Linked DNA regions of Mus musculus: all the other regions are linked to region 1. A link is a contact called in public Hi-C and HiChIP or PLAC-seq data. All regions are on one chromosome and are shown on one strand. Each heading gives the region's core, a stretch centred on a gene start, on an enhancer-like site or on the middle of the called end of the contact. The rest is flanking DNA. Distances are from core to core; before and after follow the strand shown. Region 1 has its middle 94 kb from the start of St8sia4. Region 2 has its middle 46 kb from the start of 4930598F16Rik. Region 3 has its middle 68 kb from the start of Fam174a.

Evidence for each region. A called contact is a pair of places that touch in the nucleus more often than the background predicts. HiChIP or PLAC-seq counts read pairs in DNA pulled down with a chosen protein or histone mark.
Region 2: a Hi-C map of bone marrow-derived macrophages shows a contact between it and region 1, with 2.5 times the contacts expected there. The contact joins two enhancer-like sites. A contact is called at or near these places in 3 of 484 Hi-C or Micro-C datasets (the G1E-ER4 cell line, bone marrow-derived macrophages and group 2 innate lymphoid cells).
Region 3: an H3K4me3 HiChIP or PLAC-seq map of bone marrow-derived macrophages shows a contact between it and region 1, with 3 times the contacts expected there. The contact joins two enhancer-like sites. A contact is called at or near these places in 2 of 39 promoter capture datasets (the C10 cell line and the HPC-7 cell line), 2 of 484 Hi-C or Micro-C datasets (the C10 cell line and bone marrow-derived macrophages) and 2 of 115 datasets of contacts at active chromatin or transcription factors (acute myeloid leukemia and bone marrow-derived macrophages).

The regions. Positions count from the first base shown.
Region 1 is chr1:95,571,946-95,574,645 of GRCm38.p6, forward strand. No RefSeq gene overlaps it. Among named protein-coding and RNA genes, the nearest start is that of St8sia4, 94 kb to the right of the region's middle. Within about 2 kb of position 1,421, at least 53 of the 459 cell types and tissues checked have an H3K27ac peak or open chromatin away from gene starts, as enhancers often do. A contact at or near this core is called in the HPC-7 cell line and bone marrow-derived macrophages, where this site is marked.
Region 2 is chr1:95,761,114-95,763,813 of GRCm38.p6, forward strand. No RefSeq gene overlaps it. Among named protein-coding and RNA genes, the nearest start is that of 4930598F16Rik, 46 kb to the left of the region's middle. Within about 2 kb of position 1,333, at least 4 of the 459 cell types and tissues checked have an H3K27ac peak or open chromatin away from gene starts, as enhancers often do. A contact at or near this core is called in bone marrow-derived macrophages, where this site is marked.
Region 3 is chr1:95,380,488-95,383,187 of GRCm38.p6, forward strand. No RefSeq gene overlaps it. Among named protein-coding and RNA genes, the nearest start is that of Fam174a, 68 kb to the left of the region's middle. Within about 2 kb of position 1,409, at least 18 of the 459 cell types and tissues checked have an H3K27ac peak or open chromatin away from gene starts, as enhancers often do. A contact at or near this core is called in the HPC-7 cell line and bone marrow-derived macrophages, where this site is marked.

The sequences.
Region 1 (2,700 bases), core at 171-2,670:
CTGCATGTATTTTCTCCTTAAGATAGCCTGTTTCCTTTGGAGCAAATAGATTTAAATGCTTGCAGTGAGGAAAAATGCTTACCTAGAGAACCAACCTATAATTAACAGAACTTTTTTACTTGAGATATGCAGGTGTGCATAGGGAGCACATTTTGACCCATGCAGAGAGACTGGTGTTGCATCTGGAAAATCGTTAAGAGGATGCCATCAGAGAAGTTTTTTTTTGTTGTTGTTGTTTTTTGTTTTGTTTTTTTATCTGAGCATTTAAACAGAAACGTACTTTGAAAAATGTTTGTTCATGGTCTAGAATATCAAATAAAAATTTAAAAATATAAGTATTTGTAGAAATAGCACCAACAAACAAAATGATAAGAGAAATATCCAACAGTATCTGATGACTCACAATTCATCTTTTATTCTTGCTAAAAATCATGCAGCATAAGCCACATGTCATTGAAAAATATAAAGATGTTGTAAATTATCAAGGAAAATGAAGGACTCTAAATTCTTGAGTGTTTTAATTACATGGCAATATTGCTTCATTTTCTGGGATTGGGGCAGCTAGCTTTTTATAGTTTCATAACTAGTCCTACTGGTGCATCATAAAATTTTTCTAAATATTAAAATCATATTCTATCAATTACTGGATCTTAGCTGTGTCAGATATTAGAGTCTTTGACAGCATTATAACTTTCTATAGTTAACAAGTTAGGCAGTTTGAGGAAAGAATTCCCACATAGGTTCAGGCATTGGAATACTTGGTCCCCAGTTGCTGTTCCATGGAGGATACAAAACCTTTAGGAAGTAGCCTTGTGGGAGTAAGAACTCATTGGAGATTATAGCTTTGATGTGCTTCTGTTTTCCTCTCTCAGCTTCTAGCTGGTCAATGAGCTGTCTTCTCTGGCTGCCTGATGCAATCTCATCTTTGTCATTTTGAACTGTTTGATAGAACTATAATCCCAAATCAATCCTTATTTCTATAGGTAGCCTTTGTCAGGCTGGTTTTACTATAAGCAAATAGGCAATTAACACAACAGGAAAGAATTTTTTAAAAAACTAGATTGATTTTATAGCAAATGAGTGAGAAAGACAAATTCACCGCAGACCTGTGGCTTTCCCTCTAGCTTTTGCTTATTCACTTTCCGGTTATGTATTATGAAAGTCCCCACAAATCAACAACGACGGCATGTACAGTCTTAAAATGTGCTGCAATCAACTAACACGAATGTACTCCAGAAAAGTTCAGAAATATTTGGGAAGATATTTCTTTATGTATAGATACCGATTTTTTTCCCTTCAGGGATTTGATGAAGCAATCTCCTTGCTAGAATCTTTTTGCGTTTTGAAAGGATTGTTCTACCCCGCTCTCTGGGCCAGTAGCTGATCAGCTTGATCCAGACACTTCCTTGCCTTCTCAGCACAGAAGCAGAAGCGTGTGAACTGTGTGAATGTAGTGATATCCCCCTCACTCCTTTTTGTCATGTGTTAGCTAGCAATATGTTTTAATGAACTTTCTAAATCCATCACTTATTTTACTTCATAGTGACCTTTGAGATCACTATACCTATTTCCTCTGTACTTGTCACCCTGTACTATCTAAATCCAGCCAGCTACCCATGGGGGATGATGGTATTACATTCTTTCTTTTGAAGTTAAAAGGTAATTACATAATTTCTGCTTCCATTTTCTATCACCAGACTCTGTCATATAACTCCCCTATCCTTTCTCAAATCCATGGTGTTGAGAGTATAGTTGAGTGGTTGAACACTTGACTGCACATTGGTGATCTTTCTTTTTATCATTGATTCTTGTTACACACACACCTCGTTGTGTATATTATTACTTGTAGGTATATTTTCAGAGCTGTTTATTTGCCACAGAGAACAAAATTAATGTGTTCTTCCATGAGCATGACCACTTCTCCCACTCTGGGATTTCCTTAGTTGCCCACAGATCTTTGTGGAGAACTGGAGCTTTGGGAGCTTCCCCCAATCTACATCTGTATGTTTCATATTGTTATCTTTGTTCAACCCAGGTTATGCAGTCATATGGGTGAGACTTTCTGGGATATACCTTCTGATAGTAATATGAGATACTAGCTCACAGCAGATACTCTAATTTGGCTCTTCCAATACTTCTACCTCCTCTTGAAGGCTCTTCCAATACTTCTACCTCCTCAAGCCTTATGTGCAAGATATGTTTTATATATCTATCAAGTAGGACTGGGCTTTATAGCTCTGCCTTTTGATTGGTTGTCATTTTTGTAACGGTTTCTATCTGCTGTAATGAGAAGTTTCCCTGATGTGGGACACGGACTACACTTATCTTTGGCCATGGGTACAAAAATTTAGAATGTAATGAGGGATGGTATTGATTTATAAAGTGATGGCCATAGGTTCCTTTACATGAACTATAACTTCACTATTCCTGAATAGTTGGCTAGGGTTACAGTACCAGGAATAGGTACCCTCTTTTTGTGTAGGTGTTATATTCAATTAGAGTGTCATTGGCTACCAATAAGGGATGCACGTAGTACTATACTCCTAGGGCTAATGTACCATGTTGCGTGTTGTGATTATTTATAGGCTTCATACCTCTGTAGGACTGTCTGTTGCTTCCTCCTTTTGGAACTTTGCATTGTGCCTCTGGTAGCAAGAAAAACAGTCTTTAGGGAGGAAGAATTTATGTATGTTCTATATC
Region 2 (2,700 bases), core at 83-2,582, 190 kb after region 1:
TGTGAGCCTGTGATTCCTAAGATTCTGGGTGTTTCAGACTTCCTGAGAGTTAAGCTGCCTCTGAAATGTTCAGATTCTTGTGTGACCAAGCTCCTGGGATCCAGGATGTGTTAGAGCTCCTGGGATTTGAGTCTCCTCTGGTGCTGTGAGACTGGTTGCAGAGATAGCATCCAAGGTAAATCAGGGCAGATCAGAAGGAACCAGAGCCACTGGTTGGGCATGATTCCTGTGCTCCTGGATCCTGCTGTTCCCAGTTATTCCTGGTGGTTTTAGAACAGATGTTGTGTCCTGCTCACCCCTGATCCTAAGATCCTGGGCATGCTAGAGTGCCTGGGAGTGGAGCCTCCTCTGGGTGCTGTAGGACTGGCTGTGGAGTTAGTACCATTTATCTCCCTTATTATTGGATTCAGAAGTTTCTCAGAATTATTTATTTTTCTGACTTTTACACTCAGGTACTTAGTATATAACACTAATAGAACCTACTCTCAGCTCTTATTTTAATTGAATGTATTAGATGAAAATCTGTGGTCAGACTTTATTGAGTCTGTATCAATATTTAAGAGCTAGAGATAAAATAAGCATCAACACACCACAGATAATTGTGAAATAGACAAATAATGATGCAGTGAGCTAAAAGGTACCAACTTTATATGTTGTCATTGGTTCATAGATTAGATAGGTATGTTTTATTGTTTTCAGCAAAAAAATCAAACAAGGCAAATAAAGTCATTTGACATTCATTTGAGGATTTTTTCAATAACTCAGTTGTAATTTTTGATGACTCACAGAATAATAATGCCATAATACATTGATTTATTTTGTTGTCAAAACAGATGAAAACATATTTCTTTTTAATCTGTGCCTGTTTCATACAACAGAAATATTAGTGATATGTGTGTATATATATGTATATCATAGATACTGAAATTGTTATTCATCAAGTTTAATATTTATATAAATGACATGCACAACTCAACATTTGACATAATGGTTAATCTTAAATTTAAGATTTATGCTTTACTTATATTCATATTCTAAAATTCATCATGTTTTTCAAGATAAATTTGTGTGTGGAGTAGTAGGATATTAAATTACTAAGATATTCTTTCTTATCACCAGGCTTCCTGAAAAAAAATATGTCTTATTTAAATGGATTTTTAATATGGCAACGTTTCAGCTATAGGAATGCAGCACATTTATAGGTTTGTGGATTACAATCTCTATTTTTCATTTATGTAGGTTATTTGTCTTCCTTTGGTGTTTTAAGGAACTATGACAGAAAGGTTTGTGTGGCACAGAAAGAAATCAGAGCTCCACCTAGAGGCAGAGTGGCATACTGCATTCTGGACCAGGAGTAGAGCCTTTTTTCCCCTGGGAGTTACAGATACTATTCCTTCACAGTGTGTAAACAGGATATGAAGCCAATGTACTTTAATGTAGCAAAAACAATGACGTTATACTGGGGAAAATGACTTAGACTAAAAATTTCCATTAACTATAATATATTTACAAAAGTTTAAGCACTTGAATTCTGCCTATGTTAAGGAGAATTTTAAAATTAAAATTCCACAAGCAAATGTGAGTTGTTTGTACTGAAACAGTGCTGTTGAAAGCCATGGTAAAGTTCCAGTGTTAAAATCACTAGAACAATAGCCAAATTATAGATGATAGTATGGAGAATTTTAATGCATGGTATAATGTAAATGAAGAGAATTTTAACAATGTTCTTGAATTACATTGAGCTGAAATATAAGAGAAAATGAAAGATGAACAGTGCTCACAATCAGGGTCATATTTGTAATTTATTATTTAAGAAGGATCATGTATTCAGGTATCTGCTCCTGTGATTCCTGGAGAAGAGTTTAAAGATGAGTGACAGCTGGATCATCAGAAAGCGGCTCTGGAATGTCAGGAAAAGATAAATGTTTTGACTTCAGTACTTGTGTTTTAAGATAGGCAAGAATGTCCTCTGCATTACAGAACACTAGAGAATGTGGTAAAGTGATACCAGAGCAAGTGACGGGAGACATGGCTGGTCTTAAGTGGCATATAAAATAACATAAAGAAAAATTAGAAGTGTAATTTTTAAGAATGATAATTTCAAAGAATGCATTGTCTGTTTAAAGATGAATTCTGGGATCCCACTGAGGTTGGAGTTTGCATGGTGCTTATGCTGAGAAGCAAGGCAAGAGAAGCTGGCCACAGGGTTTCACCCTGATGGTTTCCTGGAGGACGATATCAAGTAAGGGGATAAATGTTTAGAAGATAGTGTGTATATAGCCATACTTTAACCATTGGTTTGACACTGGGGTGACAAGAAAGACCATGAAATATTCTTTGTTTCCTTCTCTTTTTTTATTCTTCAGAATATCAATGCATGTTTCTCCTGAAACAAACTACTTAATTCTTGACCTTAGATTTTACCCCCAGAGTCCTAATCTTCATTAGCATCACATTCCTGTACACCTGGAATGAGTTTCTTGACTTCTGTCTTTCACTTTATGACACTTTGGATCCCCACTGGACTTTTCTTGACATCACACAGCAAGCCATCCACTATTGCTGGTTTTAATTAGCACCAGTCCTCACTAGACGAGTTGGTCTGAGGTTGTATATGCACTAACATATCAAGAATACTCTACCCTGAAGGGCAACCCTTCCTATGTGTGCGCTCCTGTGTTTGGAGCTGGTATGACCACT
Region 3 (2,700 bases), core at 159-2,658, 190 kb before region 1:
GGCTGGAGTCAAGCACTGATTTGAGGAATGAAAGGTTTATTTCAGCTCATGGTTTGAGCATACAGTCCATCCTGGAGTGGGAAGGCATGTGTGGCAAGGACAATTCTCAACTCCAGTTGCAGAAGGAGAGGGTTGCTTGCTGCTGACATCTGAGATGATGAGAGAGCAGAGAGATAAAGGGAACACAGGCCAGATCATAAAAATGTAAGGTTTCTCTTTTAGTCTTCCTATTACAGTAAGACTCCAGCTCCTTAGGCAAGTGTAGGAGGCATAGAGGGCCTTGTGTTCTGTCTCCAAAGGGATAACCCATTTTCCACCCAGGAGATGGAGGACAGATGTGGTTAATAGCCTGGTGAACTTTGTACTATCTTTGTGGTGGAAATCACACTGAATCCTCCCCCCACAACTGTGATTAGGAAAGTTTCTTTGTGGATCTGCTATAATGTTCTCAGTGCACATTTGTATACCTTGGTGAGTCTTTAAAATCAGATCTTCTTACTTCACAGGAGAAAAAAAAAAGTGCATCATTACCATCAGAGCATCCCTGTAAAGTTTCAAAAGCAGGTTGAACGCTATTCTTTGTACTGGAGCATCAAAATGCTGCAAGCAACACTCTGATCTCAGGGTTTTTATTGCTGGTGATGATGCATGAAGTGGAATGCACATAGCTTGATTTTTTGAGTAAGTTGTTAAACTTGAACTTCTGACTATATTATTTTTAAAAAGAGGAACTTAGCTACTGAGTGGATATGACTGGAAAGTTACTGATGGGGAAGGAAACTAGATGTGCTAGTTTTTATAAAGCCACTTGTTTTTGAAATATTAAACTTTAAGCTGAAAGAGAAAGAGCAAACTGCATGGAAATGTTCAAAGGAAATGTAGAATCATCTTTGAATATGGTTCAACAGTCATCTCTTTGACGATGTTTCCAGTAAATAGTAATTGATCACCTGAAATAAGGAACAGGTGGTTGATGGGCATAAAATTGGCACACTCAAATGTTATATGACATAATAACGCATATATAATAACAATATCTTATTTGCAGATATATTTTTCTCATACAATATATCTTAATTATAGTTGCCTTGCTCTCCTCCTTATAGCTCTTCCCCATGTCCCCTCCCCTCCAGATTCATTCCCTTCTGTCTCTCATTAGAAAAGAACAGGCTTCTAAGAAATAATGATCAAACATGAGAAAATAAAATATAATATGATGAAGCAAAATCTATCATGTTGATAGTTAGACATGGCAACCCAAAAAATGTACAACAGTCATAGACTTGCTTGCATTTACATTCAAGAGTCTCATAAAAATACTAAGCTAGTAGCTGTGATATATACACAGAGAACCTAGTTCAGGTCCCTACAGGCTCTGTGTTTGCTGCTTCATCTCTGAACTCATATGGACCTTGCTCAGTTGATTCAGAAGGCCTTATTATCCTGGTGTCCTCTGTCTCCTCTGGATTTACAAGACTGTAAGTCTACTGCCACTTTCATGAGAATCCATGAGTTCAGAGAGGAGAGATTTGACAAAGACCTTTGAATAGACTATCTCCACAGATGGCTGGCTGTGGGTCTCCACATCTGTTCCCATGTGCTGTCAGAGAAAACCTTTCTGATGCAAGGCACTGACCTATGTGTATAGCAGAATATTATTAGGATTCTTTTAATTGAATTTTTAAAACCACTAGTGTTTGGTTTTACTCCAAGTGTTTGGGCTATCTACTTTCTGTTTCTAGGTTACCAGATTAGTGTAGAGTATGGGTTCTCTATTGTGGAGTCAAATCTAACATCAATTGCTTACTTCCACAGGTTCTGTGCCACCATTGCCCTAGCATATTTTGGAGGCATGTCAGATTGTTGGTCAGAGGTTTTATGGTTGGGTTGCTGTCCACAGTTCTCATTTGGTAGCCTACAGAGTACCTTCTCACAGCAAAGAGACTAGAACTTTGAAATGAAGGCTCCATGTAGGCACCAGCTTTACTTCACCATATTTAATGTGTTATGTGTATGTTGTTCTCAGCAGTAGGGCCCTGCTCTCAGTTTGTGGATAGCAACCATTTGTCTCAGCACTAGCCTGGGATGTTTGGTGATTTTCATCGGCTATCCTAGGCCAACAATTCAATTGTATGCAACCTCGTTTAACGCCCAGAAGTCCTGCCTAGCTACAAGTTGAGACTTTATATCCCCCATTAATAGGAGTCTTTATTAGAAATACTTATATTTTCTAAGAAGATTCAATTGCCGTATATTTTCAGACAATCCCCTAAAACTTTTATCCAATTCTAGCTGTCTATCCCTGCACTCTCTTCCTCAACCCCATCTCTCCCCTACCCAATTTTCCAACTCCTTTTTTCATTCACTCCAGTATACCTGTAAAATCTATTATTTTTCTTCCCAGAGAGATTGATACATTCCCCTAGAACTCTCTGGGTCTACAAATTGTAGTTGGTTATCATTTAATTAATAGCTAATATCCCCTTCTAAGTGAATACATTATCTTTATCTTTCTGTGTCTGGCTTACCTCACTTGGGATGATTTTTAGGAATCAATTCGCATGTAAACTTCATGATGTCATTTTTTTAACAGCTAAGCAATACTCTATTGCATTAATGTAGCACATTTTCTTTGTCCATTCTTCTGTTGAAGGTTATCTAGGGTATTTTCAGTTTCTGGCTCTTATAAGTAAACTCTCA